2 separate regions of the Triticum aestivum genome follow, and region 1 is linked to region 2. Evidence: chromatin contacts called from public Hi-C data. All regions are on one chromosome and are shown on one strand. Each heading gives the region's core, a stretch centred on a gene start, on an enhancer-like site or on the middle of the called end of the contact. The rest is flanking DNA. Distances are from core to core; before and after follow the strand shown. Region 1 has its middle 4.3 kb from the start of LOC123186099. Region 2 holds the start of LOC123190445 (gamma-soluble NSF attachment protein).

The links. Hi-C and Micro-C count contacts between places; a contact is called where the count stands out from the background.
Region 1: a Hi-C map of leaf shows a contact between it and region 2, with 7 times the contacts expected there. The contact joins the enhancer-like site here to the promoter of LOC123190445 in region 2. A contact is called at or near these places in 2 of 5 Hi-C or Micro-C datasets (both in leaf).

The regions. Positions count from the first base shown.
Region 1 is chr2A:711,496,926-711,503,750 of IWGSC CS RefSeq v2.1, reverse strand. No RefSeq gene overlaps it. Among protein-coding and RNA genes, the nearest start is that of LOC123186099, 4.3 kb to the right of the region's middle. Within about 2 kb of position 3,675, at least 2 of the 8 cell types and tissues checked have an H3K27ac peak or open chromatin away from gene starts, as enhancers often do. A contact at or near this core is called in leaf, where this site is marked.
Region 2 is chr2A:711,062,438-711,069,142 of IWGSC CS RefSeq v2.1, reverse strand. LOC123190445 (gamma-soluble NSF attachment protein) reads left to right here and starts at 5,171. Exons shown (of 9, transcript XM_044603089.1): 1 at 5,171-5,455; 2 at 6,585-6,652. The coding sequence starts at 5,403. It overlaps LOC123190447 (a long non-coding RNA gene), which reads left to right. Exons shown (of 7, transcript XR_006496350.1): 5 at 666-805; 6 at 1,160-1,321; 7 at 3,233-3,693.

The sequences.
Region 1 (6,825 bases), core at 2,426-4,925, 440 kb before region 2:
GCTTCTTATTGTTGTGATTTTTACGAGATGAATTAACTAGTAATCATGCTTCCTGTTATGTATGTTGTCGAAATATAGATGGGTTCGCCTAATTTTTTTGGCCGATTCTCTTAAAATCTTGAGAATCAAATCTTCACCTAGCTTCTCTCAGAATCTTAAACCTGTATTTTTTAACAATCATAGTTGTTTACGTCCTAACTAGCTAGAATTGTCAAAAAATTATTGGTTCAAGATTCTAGGAAAAGCTTGGGAAAGGTTTGATTCTCAAGATTATGGGAGAATCGGCCATTGGGCAGTCGCACCTCACAAGTGGAGGAACCACTAAAAGAATCCTCATTAGTGGAGGTGAGTTGAGACCTCTTTATAAGTGTTTCTCTTTCACATGTTATTGAAGCTTGAGAAGATGAGTGATCTCCGTACGCACCTCCATCCTCTGCCACGCCTCGCCCCCAAGTGTGTGTCATGGTCGAGCCAAGCTCACACCTATGTCACGTGTGTGCTTATTTTTTTCCGGTCAGGAATGGTTAATTAATTCTGAGTCATTAACGGACGGCCACGAATCTGACATGTCGGATTGTGGGTTGTTGATGACCGGTGTGTGTCTCCAACCCACGTCTCCCTCCATGACTGAATATATATTGGAGGCGTTGAAAACCCTAGCCATCACCCAGATCAGATCACATCTGCTCCATCTCCTCGCAAACTCTCCACCATCGTTTCACTCATTGCTGCTGCTTCCGGCGATCCCATCCCGGGCACCGCGTGCACAACTATACGAGAGAGCAGGCCTTCGGAACTCCGCCCTTTGAGATCCTACGTCGTGAGAAGGACGATTAGGTTTTCGGAGAGCATCTCTGACGCGACTGCTCGCCATTGTTCGCCTTTGTCTGCTACTTCGACTACATCCTCGTTCTCCTCGACATCGCCATGTCCAGCGAATCCGAGAAGAATGCCGCCCAGGACAACGTCGCCACCGCGACTACGACCCGGCCGACTGGAGGGTATAATTTGTTTATCTCTTCTCCTATTTATTCCCGTGGTCACTATGCTTGATGTTTACGTAGATGTACCTGATGTATGCGTAGTACAAGCTTGCATGGCTAGGTATACAATATTAATACCGTCAATGCCATGTTCATGATTTATTTCTAGATTAGATTAATCAAAAAAATTGTGATTTTACTCAACATATGTTCCCTAATAAGTGTGTGTGTGTAATCCGATGAAATTGCAAGGTACGATGAGTCAAATTTTGCAAGATAACTCATATTATTGGAATTTTGTGATTTAGAGAAGTTGTGATTTAGAAAGAAAAGAAACTAGAGTCGAGAGACAGAGCCGTCGGGTCTTGAGATTGATGAAGTTAGCAAATGTGCCTTGTTATGAATGGGAACATCGTTTTCCCTTGTAGAATATTTCGTTTTTATGAGACTCCAAATTGTCAAACCCGCGGTTCCAAATTTTTTTGTCAAACCCTAGTTTTTTTATCACTGATAAGTCAAGGGTACCATTGACCTCCTAACTATCAACAATTGGTTGGTTCTCAACAGTAGGAGTAGGAGTACCTTCTAAACTCTCATTGACCCCATCGATGTCCCATCGATCCTAAGGGCATCTCCAATGCCGATCCTCAAACCTCCCGCAACCGTCCGGACCACACAGTCCGGACGTGTTTTGTCATCCAACACAGTTTTGTATCGGTCCCCTCGGTGGTCCAGACGCACTTTTTCCTACAAACCGGAGACAAATAGGGGGGGGGGGGGCTTTGCGGGCGTCCGGACCACTGCCAAATCTGCTTCTGACTACACTGGCCCACCATTAACCCCCTCCCTGGCCCGGGCGCGCTTCCTGCCCGAAATAGCCAGCGCCGCTCCAGAGCGCCAGTGCCGCATACATACCCGACCAGAGTGAACGCGACCTCTCACTGCTGCCGGCATTGAAGTTGCGCACCGGCTGAGGGAACGCTACCCGCACCACTTCCAGGTGTAGGCGATTGCTCCATGTTCAAGCGACACCCCGTCCGTCTGTCGCCCTACACTAACAATATGGGGTTGCCGAGGAACCTACTCCGGCGTCACCCGTCCGTCCGTCTGCCGCCCACCATTAACCACACCGCCACATCCCATTGCCATCGGCCCACTATATAAACACTAGCCCCGGTCATAGCCACATTCATCCTCCTCCTGTTCTTGTCTCCTCTCCGCACCACGCCCGCCATGGCCTCCTTGCACTTCAAAGCCCTCTGGGACACCCTCTCATCGAAGCAGAAGAAGGAGATGACCGCCATTGCTGCCGGCTAGCAGGCCGACCGACAGACGGAGGCCGCCGCCGCCCCAATGGAGGACGAGCCGGCGACACCCTCCTCGCCAGTGCATGCCGATCTCACCATCGGGGAGCCCGTACGCAATACACAGACATGCTGTGAGAGGAGCAGGAGGCCAAGTTCCGACAGGCGCAGGCCGACCAGGACTACAACCTCAGCCTCCTCGAGGAGCACTGATCCGCGAAGGGGCTGAGCAGGAGGCGTTGCTCGAGTCCTACCACTCCGCCTGCTTGATCCGACGCGATCGCCGGTAGTACTGCCAACTTCAGGTGAAGTTATAAGCCACCTACAGGGAGTTCGACGAGGCGACAGATGAGGTGTGGGGCAAGAGTGATGACGAGGAGGACATTGCCAGTTACGCCCCATCTGCGCCCCGCCGCCATGACCACGAAGCCGACACGTCACTAGGCGCCGCCAGCAGCGTGGAAGAGTAGTGCTTGGTAGGTCACTGCCGCTCGGATCCCAAGAAGGCCACCACTCCCCTCCCGTTGAAGCGAAGCTTGGCGGGCTAAACATCGTCGGACAATTAGCCGCTTGACGGCAACGTGAAGGCGAACAACTTCACTTCCCGGGGTTGCAGAGGCGCAGCTGGTGAGCGCCGAGGCAGAACTCGAGAAGGCAAAGGCAAGAGCCGGAGCTTCAGTTCTCGGGGCTCACGGCCGGACGTGGGGAATGGGCGCCGAGAATCATTTAGATTAGGTCTAGAGAATGGTTTAGTTAAAAATTATCTAAAATGTAATGAATTTCGTCCGATCTATATGAAATCCGCCGTGTTTGCATGAATTTTGACCGTTTAGTTTAAATAGTGGTTGAAATGTATACGGGCAGCGTTGCATGCCCGACTTTCGCATCCGTATTCGCGGACTGGTCCCACCTATCGGCGAACGAATGTTGAAGCAAATTTGTGGGTCAACATTACAGATGCCCTATTTCCAAACAGAGGCTTACAACCACGTAATCATCAGCGAAATGTGGCCTACACTACTCACTACAGCCAGTAGCAAAATACACCGTAACAAAAGACCTCCGCGGCACCGCGCCATGGAGCCGTACGTGTAGGCCCGAAACCGTGCGTTGCCGTTGCGCACACGGTGGAACGGATGCCAACCCGATGGATGATGACCAACCTCGTCCCCGTGGCCGCCGGTTTTCGTCGCACCACCCCCACCGATCATTCACACGTATCCAGACCCATTTCCGGATTCCACGCAACAAGGCGGGCGCCGTGTACTGCCAACGCGGCTGCAGCTCCCGTGCTCAGCAACTTGCAGGAGCCGTCGCCACCCACACCCACAGTTGAAATCATGCATGTGCATGGGGTCGCTCGAAACCGAACAAAGGCCACTCGCTCGGCCCGTCATTTTCCTCGCGCACTTGCGGGCTTGCAGCTAGCATGACCAGTTGCTGGCCTCCATGGCTCCACGCCGGGTGTTTTTCTTATGACTTTGACCTGCGCCATGATTTGAGTGCTGCCGATTGCTAGGCTATGCAACATGGTCCGGATTGGTCAAGAGGACACTCCAGTGTCACCCTCCCTCCCAATCAATCCTTCCAAGCTTATCTCCAAGTGGGTGCTGTACTCATGGTTTTTGTTAAGAAAAACACGCTGCCATCACTTTTACCCCATGTGTTTTCTCGGTTTCACACACACACACACACACACACACACACACACACACACACACACACACACACACACACACACACACACACACACACACACACACACACACACACACACACACACACACACACACACACACACACACACACACACACACACATTTCAGCTTCGACTTCGAGCTTTCAAGTATTCAAATATTCCAACTAGCAACAATGACCACTTCAAGGAAAGAAGAGGATGTCCACAGTCTCTTCCGGGAACAATAATGCAATCCTCGATAGAACCTCCGTATGTCCAAGTAATTTCTAGATAGTTTCAGATTCTCACACAGAAATTGCATAGAGAAATAGATTGGTTCCGTCTTCATGTATATGACTGAGCTTGCAGTGATTTTCATCATGTGCTGACCTCCAATTCCTTCCGATAAAAACTTCACAAGAATCTTGTCGAAATCTAGCCGGAATTTGGTGACCGGAGATTGGAAGGGTTGCGGGTGGCCATCGGAGGCAAATGAACGTGCCCGCCGACACTACTCCTCACTCCTTGAGAACTTAAACGTTTCGAGGGTTGCACTAGAGTTAAGCTCTTTTAAGGGGTGGGCTAAAGGTGCCTTAACGTTCACAGTTAGCCCAATAGAACACTATCTACAGTAGACTAGAGCTCTACTTATTGACAGAATTCGTTGTGCGCTCAGGTGGCTAGTGCGTTCGAATCCCTCACCCGGAACTCTCCCGTTCGAATCCCCCACTCGAGCAATGTTTTATCCTTCTCTTTCTTTCTTCTATTCACTGACATATGGGACCCGCGTGGATGGAGAGTTGACCGGTCAACATAAAGAAAATACGAAGCTGGGTGAGTATACAGTGACTGTATTGACTAAGAGCAACTGCAACGCGACCAGAGCCAAACGGACGCACGCTTTTTTCGTTCGGATTATCCGCTCCATTTTATATTTGGATCAGCAATGCGTCCAACGTGCCGATACATTTCATATCCACATACAAATTTTAAAAGGCTCCTGGCCATAGATCATGTCAGCGGCCATGCCATCGTCCAGAGTTCATGTCGGCGCCATGCCAGCACATATAAAGGGCGGGAGTTCGACCACGCCATCTCGGCTGTGGTCATGCCAGTACACTTGCCGGCATAAAAAAGAATGACGCTCTCTATCATAGATCACTCGTCATCGAACTTGAGCATGTCGACTTGCATCTTCTCGAACCATTGCCTCTTCCTCAGTGACACCGTGTTCAAGTCCACCTTCATGATCTCCATCCTTGTCATCATGCTAGCGAGCACCATTTCTTTTTACCTTTGGTCTTGGCATTGGTGGTCTCGATCTCGAGCATCTTCACTTGCTTCTCCGCCTTCATCTTGAGCATCTTGATTTGCTTCTTCGCATCGAGCTCAAGCCTCCTCCTTCGGATCACCATGAAGGCGTTCATTTGATCTTCATTGTCTTGTCGGCGCTTCTTCTCCCTTGTGTCCTTCTTCATCATGCCCTCCAAAGTGGCATGCAAGGCAATCGACGCCACATCGCGCTTGTCCTCCTTCTTGGAGTTGGTCTTCCCCCGCGGTCGTGGCTTCTCACCCTCCCCATGCTCCTCGACGGTTTCCACCCCCACGTGCTTTGGCAGCAGTATATTGCGCCTTGAACTTCTCCTCCCCGTTGATGATCATCCAACAACGGGTGAGGTTGAAGGACTTGCTGTCATGTGGGGTCTTGAATGCCTCCAAAGCTTAGAATGCCTACAAGTGAATAGCATGCAAGCATATGAGCAAATGGGCATGCAAGCATAACGATAAACATATACGAAGTGGCGCATGTATACCATATCTTTGAGGCCGAGGCCGCTCACAGGACGTGCTTGGATGCTCTGAAGGGTTGCACAAAACTTGTCCCACTCTTGTTGTATCACCCTCCATCACTTCAAGAGCGACACCCACCCGCGCTTGCTCTCCATTTGGTACGGCTCGAACTTCTTGCATTCATGGTACTCACGATAAACACGAAGCCAAAAGATAGATGCCTTTTTCTCGGCGCCGACCTTGGGGTCTTGTCCAATGTCCCTCCAACACTCACAAAGGAGTTTGTCCTCCGGCTGCGTGTATGCCTTCGTCTGCTTGCTTTTGCGCTTCTTGTTTGCGCCGGCTTGGTTGGCGAGCTTGTGCTCGAACAAAGGCTCCCCATCGATGCTCACTTCATCCTCTTCCTCGAGGCCATAGTCCTCTGGGAATTCGAGGTCGAGCGGGAAGGTGCTGCCCATGCCGACCTGGTCTTGCATGAAGGAGTCGTCCATGCCAACTTTATCAAAGGTGGCTGGCATGAAGGGCGCTCTTCCATCTTGGCTTTGGGGTCTTGTCGGGATCAAAGGCAGCCGCGCCCGCACCGCCTGCGGAGGCAGCGGCTCCCACACCGCCTTCGAAGATGATGTTCTCGATGAGAAACGGTTGGCCATCTCGTCGTCACTGGTGACCGGCATTCTGTCGAACAGGTTGCATGCATTTCCTCGTCCCTCTAGAGGATGATCCACTAGCCACCGGTGTGGCGTTGAGGTCGATAGCCATGGGCGCGGTTGTGGATGGCGCCACTAGGCTCACCTCCGACGAGCATTCCCCAGAGAAGCGGGAGGCTTGCAGATAGATATGGAAGCCGGGAATCGGCTGTGTGGTAGACGCGCGCGGCGACTCTGGCAGTACCACCCGAGGAAATGCCGACAACCCCATGCTCGCCGCGGCCACGGCGGCGGAGACAAGCACATGATAGCCAGGGTTTAACCCTAGGTAGAGCAGGGTCTCCCTCGTTGCCGTGACGACGCGGGCATTGGTTTCCTCCTGCTGTGCGGCGGCGGAGAGGGAGGCGGCAGCCGCGGTTCTG
Region 2 (6,705 bases), core at 3,922-6,421:
TGCCTTCCACCTCTCTCTCGCAGCGTGCCTCGCGAACCCTAACCGAGGCAGTGGTGGTTGCTTTATATCATCCAACCTCTGTGCTTCCGCACTACATCGACTCTAGCCCTGTCTTCGCCTAGATGTGTGAGGGAAAGCACGCAGGAGGACATGGAGAAGCAATCATGCATGTATGTCTTTTCACTTTATGAAATCCAAAACAGATTACCCTGCAAGTGCAATGACAATACTACTTTTTGATTTGTGGTTACCAGCATTTTAGTGTTACTTTTATAATTTCAAGTTAACAATCCTCCATATACGCAGTTGTACAGTTCTACAATCGGAAATTTACATGTTATTTCTGTGCTTGATCCGCACATGAATATTCAGAGATAGTTCAATGCATAATTCAGCAGTAAACTGTATGATAATTAGGTTTTAGTTTGGTGGCCCTTTTGACCAAGCTTGTTATGCAACTTTTGGCTGTCAGGTGAAGCTGAACCAAAAATCATTGATTATTATGTTTCTTGATGTTCTTATCATCAGCCTGTAACTTGCACATCGTACTAACATTTACACTTCTTGCATAACTGTGGTGTGTACTTATACTAATCTGTAGCCTCTCTATTTTCTGCTTCCCTTCTTTTGAGGTCTCTCTCTTTTCCGTCTTCCCTTTTTTTCAGGTTAGTTTGGATGCTAAAGTTATTGGGATCTCAAGCATTGCAAGAACACTCGCCCAGGAAGCTATCTTCATCCTTTAATGTGGATGTTGTATTCACATTTAAACTTCCCACAATAGTGGTGGTGTGCACTGATATAACATGTAAGTTCTCTTTCCTGTCTTTTTTTTTGTATGTTAGTTTGGCTGCTAAACTGATTTGCAGCTCAGGCATATATAGCCTACTGCCTCAGGAAGCTCAAGAGATACATATCACAGGTTATCTTAGCAAGCTCTTCATAAGAAAACTTCCCTGTTCATATTCAGATTTCTTAAAGCTTTTTAATTATTTTTAAAATTGTTGTTCATGAGGGTGTAGGGGCAGGGCTATCACACATTTCTCATTGTGTTGTGGAGTGGTCTCATTTTCATAATATATTGTAATGCAATTCTCTATACTGTTAGATGTGCTACTGAGGTGCAAATATGTGGAAACTAATATTCCTCTCTCGCATGAAGGTTGTTCATTGAAAAAATGGGCGGTCATGTCCATTGTATTATGAGGTTCGTATTCAACAAATTCTAAGAGGAAGGTATTATACCTTCAGCTACTATCATATTTTGTAACATTTTTTCCTACATAAGCATGTTGAAGATGTTGAAGGCTCACTTCCACATAAGGTACCACCTTTTGCCCTTGTCATTCAACATCAATGCATAGAAACTGTGTTAGTAACTTGGCATGTATCTTGAAGGGGTCTATTGTTCGAGGTGTGAAATATCAGTCACATGTGTTCACTCAAACCTTTTTTCCATCATATCATTTTTCAAATTATTATGGATAATATTTTGTTATGAGATCTTTTGGCATGTTCCACAATCTTCATGGATTATAATTATGCTTTGGGTTTATGTTTTTAACATCTTTCAAGCTCATTGCGTTTTCTGTAGCCATAAATGTACCATACAACAACTACGACAATTTAATCATTTTTGTATGCAATGGCATCCAATGGCGTCCTTTTAATAGTATGATATATATCATATATACTGAAATAGATCGTCAGATGGAAGGATAATCGGATTGCAGTCAATACAATTTTGTGTTGGCTTGTTTCAAATTGCAAGCCACACTCATAATTTTATGAGCGCCAAATGTGCCCATGAAAAAGTAGCTGAGACAAAATCCTCTCTTAAGCTAACATGATTTGCACAATAAAAGCTATAGTTTTGAATTGAGGTACACTTCTCTAATGCTAGCCAATTTTTTACAGCTTAAGAGTTGATTGCCAAATATTTCTTTTCTGGCTATCAACACCAAAATTTGACCATAATTGTTAAGGCTTATTATCTGTCATGTATGTTAGGAAGATCTTTGACACTGCTAAAAAGACAAACACAAATAAAACATGTACGTGAAGTGGTCCCGTTTTTCTTCTACAGATTATATACACCTTAAACTCTTCCGCTACTAACACTTGTATATGTCGGTCCATGTCAATTTAACCTACATATTTCATTAATTCCTACCATTTTATTGTCAAAATGGACGGGCGCAGCAACGCGCGCCTTCATGATCTAGTGTCTATTGATTATTACTGGAATTGGTTCGACAAACTATTTATGTGACAAATTTACAAATATACTGACCCAGCCTGATAATATGACTAATCCATACAGTGGATATGTGCCAATGCTCAAATTTGAAAAATGAAGGATTCAACTTTTTTTGAAATATTATGGGTGAAGTCGCGAGTATGCCCATCAATCGTAAAAATATATAGTTCGACTTAGTCATAGGTTTTGTAGTAGTCTTGCCTTGCCGCTGCCTCTCCTCTCTGCTCCTTGCTGCCTGTGGCTGTCCCATCTCTCTTAGCGATGTTGCTGCTGCACTTCTTCTGAAGCTCTTCTCAAACCCGTTGTTGCAGTTCTCCTCTGAACTCCAACTTGTTGCCTCTCTCTCTCTCTCTCTCGCTCTCAATTTTTCTGTAATTCTGTGAACCACTCTCTCTCTCTCTCTCTCTCTCTCTCTCTCTCTCTCAATTTCTCTGTAATTCTGTGAACCATTACTGTGCGAAAATATGATTTGTGGTATTTGCTTGAGTGAACCTGTAAGGTTTGTACCTTCTGCAAAGTGCTAGCACCTACATATTATCCAACATTTTCTTCTAAATGTCAAGAGGCATGAGCCACAAATTTTCTCAAGAATGACCCTTGGTATATATAAGGCATGCATTCAATTTTAATAATACTCTTTTGGCTCTCATTTATCTGTTGCCATAGAGCATCGTATAATATAGAAGAGTCAATCAAACATAGCTCTTTGAATATCAGACAAAATATTGGTTGCCTGATTTATTTATAAGAAGATTCTTCTATGTATTTAGTTACATGGTTTTAATTTGATCGTCTTCTTTCAACTTTTTTTTGCTGACTATGATATTTCCTTAGGTTCACCTTGACCTTCACTGCCCGTGTAAGAGCTTAAGTAAATTGATGTTGTATCATCAGAATCTGTAGCCCTGCACAGTTTTTTTTGTCTATACATACACTTCAATTTCTTGCTTGCACTGAAATCCCTCTTTGTCACAGGATGAGTCAGAAACTGAAGATGATGATCCCTTGGACACAGAAGAAGCTTCCTCTGTCCTCATCGCTGCACTGCAGTCTTTCGGCCAAGCTCCGGTGAATGACGACGAAGAAAAAGATATCGTGACAGAGGTAGATGTCTTCTTGCGTCCTACTCTAAATGACAGGGGCTCTCCTATCAGCAAAATAGCTACTCTGGAGGCGCAGATGACGATCGCAAGAGACCGTATCTTGAGGATAAGTGAATGACTATGAGGTCTACATGTTAAGTATAGAAACCTGACGTGGACAAGTGTGCGCTTTGCTGCCACTTCTTTGCCAGCCGGAGTGGCCTGTTTTCAGTGACGATCATGGATCATGGTGTACATGCATGTATATGTTGTGTCCTGATAGACTGTACTACAAGATTTTCTTGGAATGGTTTGGTACTTCTGTTTTATTATGCTATGAAGAGTGTATGTGTATGCTGGTCCCGTGTACTCTGTTTGTACGTCTGGTTGGCAGGAGATTGGGCGAGGTTTTGTATCTTCTCAGGGGTTGCTATCTTGCCGTACATACTCAACTTCTTTGGGTTCAAGGTATTTTCTTTCTTTCTTTCTTTCATGAAGAGGTTAAGTCGGAGGAGAGGATCCGGATCCCGGAGGGCACGCTGCTCTGGCCTCACTCCACTCACCATGCTGGCTACCCAGCTCGGCCCTGCGGCCCTGCGCAGGTATTCACCCACCTTTCCACTGCCCCTGTAAGGACCTCCTTGATCTTGTACCTATCCAAATCCAAATCCTAGCAAATACACTTCAAAGCAAGGTACTATTGTAGACCTCCATCCAATCCGTGATGCCCCCTAACCAATACATGTGTAGGCATTGTCCATTGCTAATTTAATACTTTACACGTTAGAGCATGGTATCAGAAATAGTACGTGCATGTTGCACAGAGATATTATTTCGCATGCATGAATTCTAATTTAAGCTTAAAGTTAGGCATGTCTAATCTCACACACCATATAATTTCCTTACTGTTCACTACATCTTTTTATCTCCAGTTTGGATAGAGTCTAAGCGATAATCTTTAGTCTGATTTATCTTCAAAAGTTTGCTAGAGGCTATAGATGACCTTCTGTGTTTTCTTCAATAGTTTTTTGGAGTGCAACAGTATGAACTGGTTTCCCCATCAGGGCTGTATTTTCTTTTCTTTGATAGATTCTATAGTCATGTACTTTCGTTTCATGTTTCCATGTTTGCCCCTTTCTTGCTGAGCTTTATTCGGATGAATTTTTGTTGTTGTGTGATGTGGCTACATGGGCATGAACGGACATTTTGATATTGCTTGGTTTGAGACGTTCTTTTATTCTTTGACTCAGGCACTCAGCTACGTGTGGTCAGTGATGACAATCGACAGAATCTCTGTTTGAAAAAATATCCGTAATTACTAGCAGCATTCCATAATTTGTATCGGGCTGTCTTGGTGTCGCAACCTAGGAAGTACAAACAGGGTCAGTCGTCACCACAAATAAAAACATTGTCGAGCCTTACTTTTTGTAGGTTGCCTTATTTCTGTTTTTTAAGGAAAGATAGCAATTTCGTTCATTACAGTCCTGTTGCAAGGACACTGCTAGATCGCGGTGCGTCGAGATCATAATTGCTACACTCAAAGGTTACATTGACCTTATTGCTGACATTTGCAAAAATTATATTAAAAAATGTTGCATAATAGCATGTGGAGCAATTTATACTTAATATTTCGTCCGATGCAACGCACGGGCATTTGTACTAGTATAAATCCAACTTTGTAACTGTAAAATGCGAACCAAATCCAACTTCACTTGAACTCCGGGCCGTTGGTTAGGACCCTGGGTTGTTGGGCCATGACGACAAAACGTATCGTTTCTGCTTTCCACTGAGTCGGCCTCATTACAAGGATTGGGCCCCCGGTCACACGGCTTCGACTTCATTGATTTTTTTTTCCAGCTGTTCGACGTCCGGTCTGTCACAGCGACGGGATGAACTGACGCTGCACGGATCTCAGAGAGGAACCGGATCCCTTCCTCCCTCCGAACGGCAGCTCGGCAGCTCAACTCAACCCCAACTCAACCCAGCCCAGCCGTCGTCGACCCTAGAGAATCTGCGAGGAGCAGCAGCGGAGAAGAAGAAGGAGACGGTGGTCTCTCTCCGCCATGGCCAGCTCGTCTGCCGACCCGGAGAAGCTCATGGCCAAGGCCGACAAACTGCAAGTCCCCTCCCCCCTCTCCTTTATCTCTTCCCCCCTCCCCCACACCGGGATTCCCCTTGCTCCTTCCGATGCGCGCGCCGTCTGATCGCGGCCCAGAGGGCGGACTAGTCGAGGTGCCGCTCTCGAATTAGAGTTTTCTACAGTAGAGTTTTTCTTTCCCGATCGTGGATTGGAGCGTCCTGGATCTGTGCCTGATCTTAGGTGACGCGGAGCTAGCGATTTTTTTTAATGAAAATATGTGGCGCTGATTTTAGGATCTTGGTGACCTCCAAGTGGTTGGTGGAGGTAAGCTTTGGGGTAGTAGGATTCAGACTGCTTGCCCCAAATGCTAGGGGATTTCCTAGCCATTCCTGCCTGAAAGGGATCATTAGCTTGGAGCAGGCGCAATAAACTTGCAGGAAAAAGATCAAGCAATGCGATTAGGCTGCACGCTGGCTCTTTGTTTTGCTGCAGTTTTGTTTACATCCGATCTGCGCTCCTAGGGAAACACGAGTAGACTCTGTCTCCCTGATCATATATGTTCATATCCCATTAGCCATTGAAACACCAGCGGAAGCAGGCATGAGTGTAGGCGTACCAATTCTTGTGTCAGTCTGTGTTGCTTCTTACTGCGGTTATGCTTTCAGCGGTGTAGCTTGTTGGGCATGTTAGCACATTTGGCTGTTGGAGAATTTGTGGTGCCAAATCCACTGCACTAACTAGTGTGGCACATTCAGAAATTTTACTTGGGCTATTCTCCACTTCGATTGTGATAGTAGATGAGAACAACAGCACTTCTTTTTGCGGGGAACAAGTGCACATTGCCTTGCATAAAAGTGAACCTCTTGTTCATCGTAGTTTCTCAAAAGCTCACCAGTTTATTTAAAACTGACTGATACTCTCTTCGCAACATAGTTTTCATAAGTTTTTTTTCTTCCCAATTGCCTAATTTCAGATACTTATTAGACGATATGTTTACATTGCCACCTGTTTGTTTTAGCGCGTGAGTGTTTGCTAAGTATGCTGATTTTTGTATTTTTACTGATGTTACTGTATCAAATCAATTTCATTTAAAGAAATTCCTTTTGCATCCATTAATGTGCTAAATGAATATGAACAATCTTTTTTCTAATATATTCTTTTGCAGAACAAAACTGAGCTTCACAAGATGGAATGCTGATTGGAAGAGTGCTACCGCCTTGTACGAACAAGCTGGTCAGTGACTTTGTATGCTGTCGCCATATTCGTATATTCTCTTTCACTGTTTG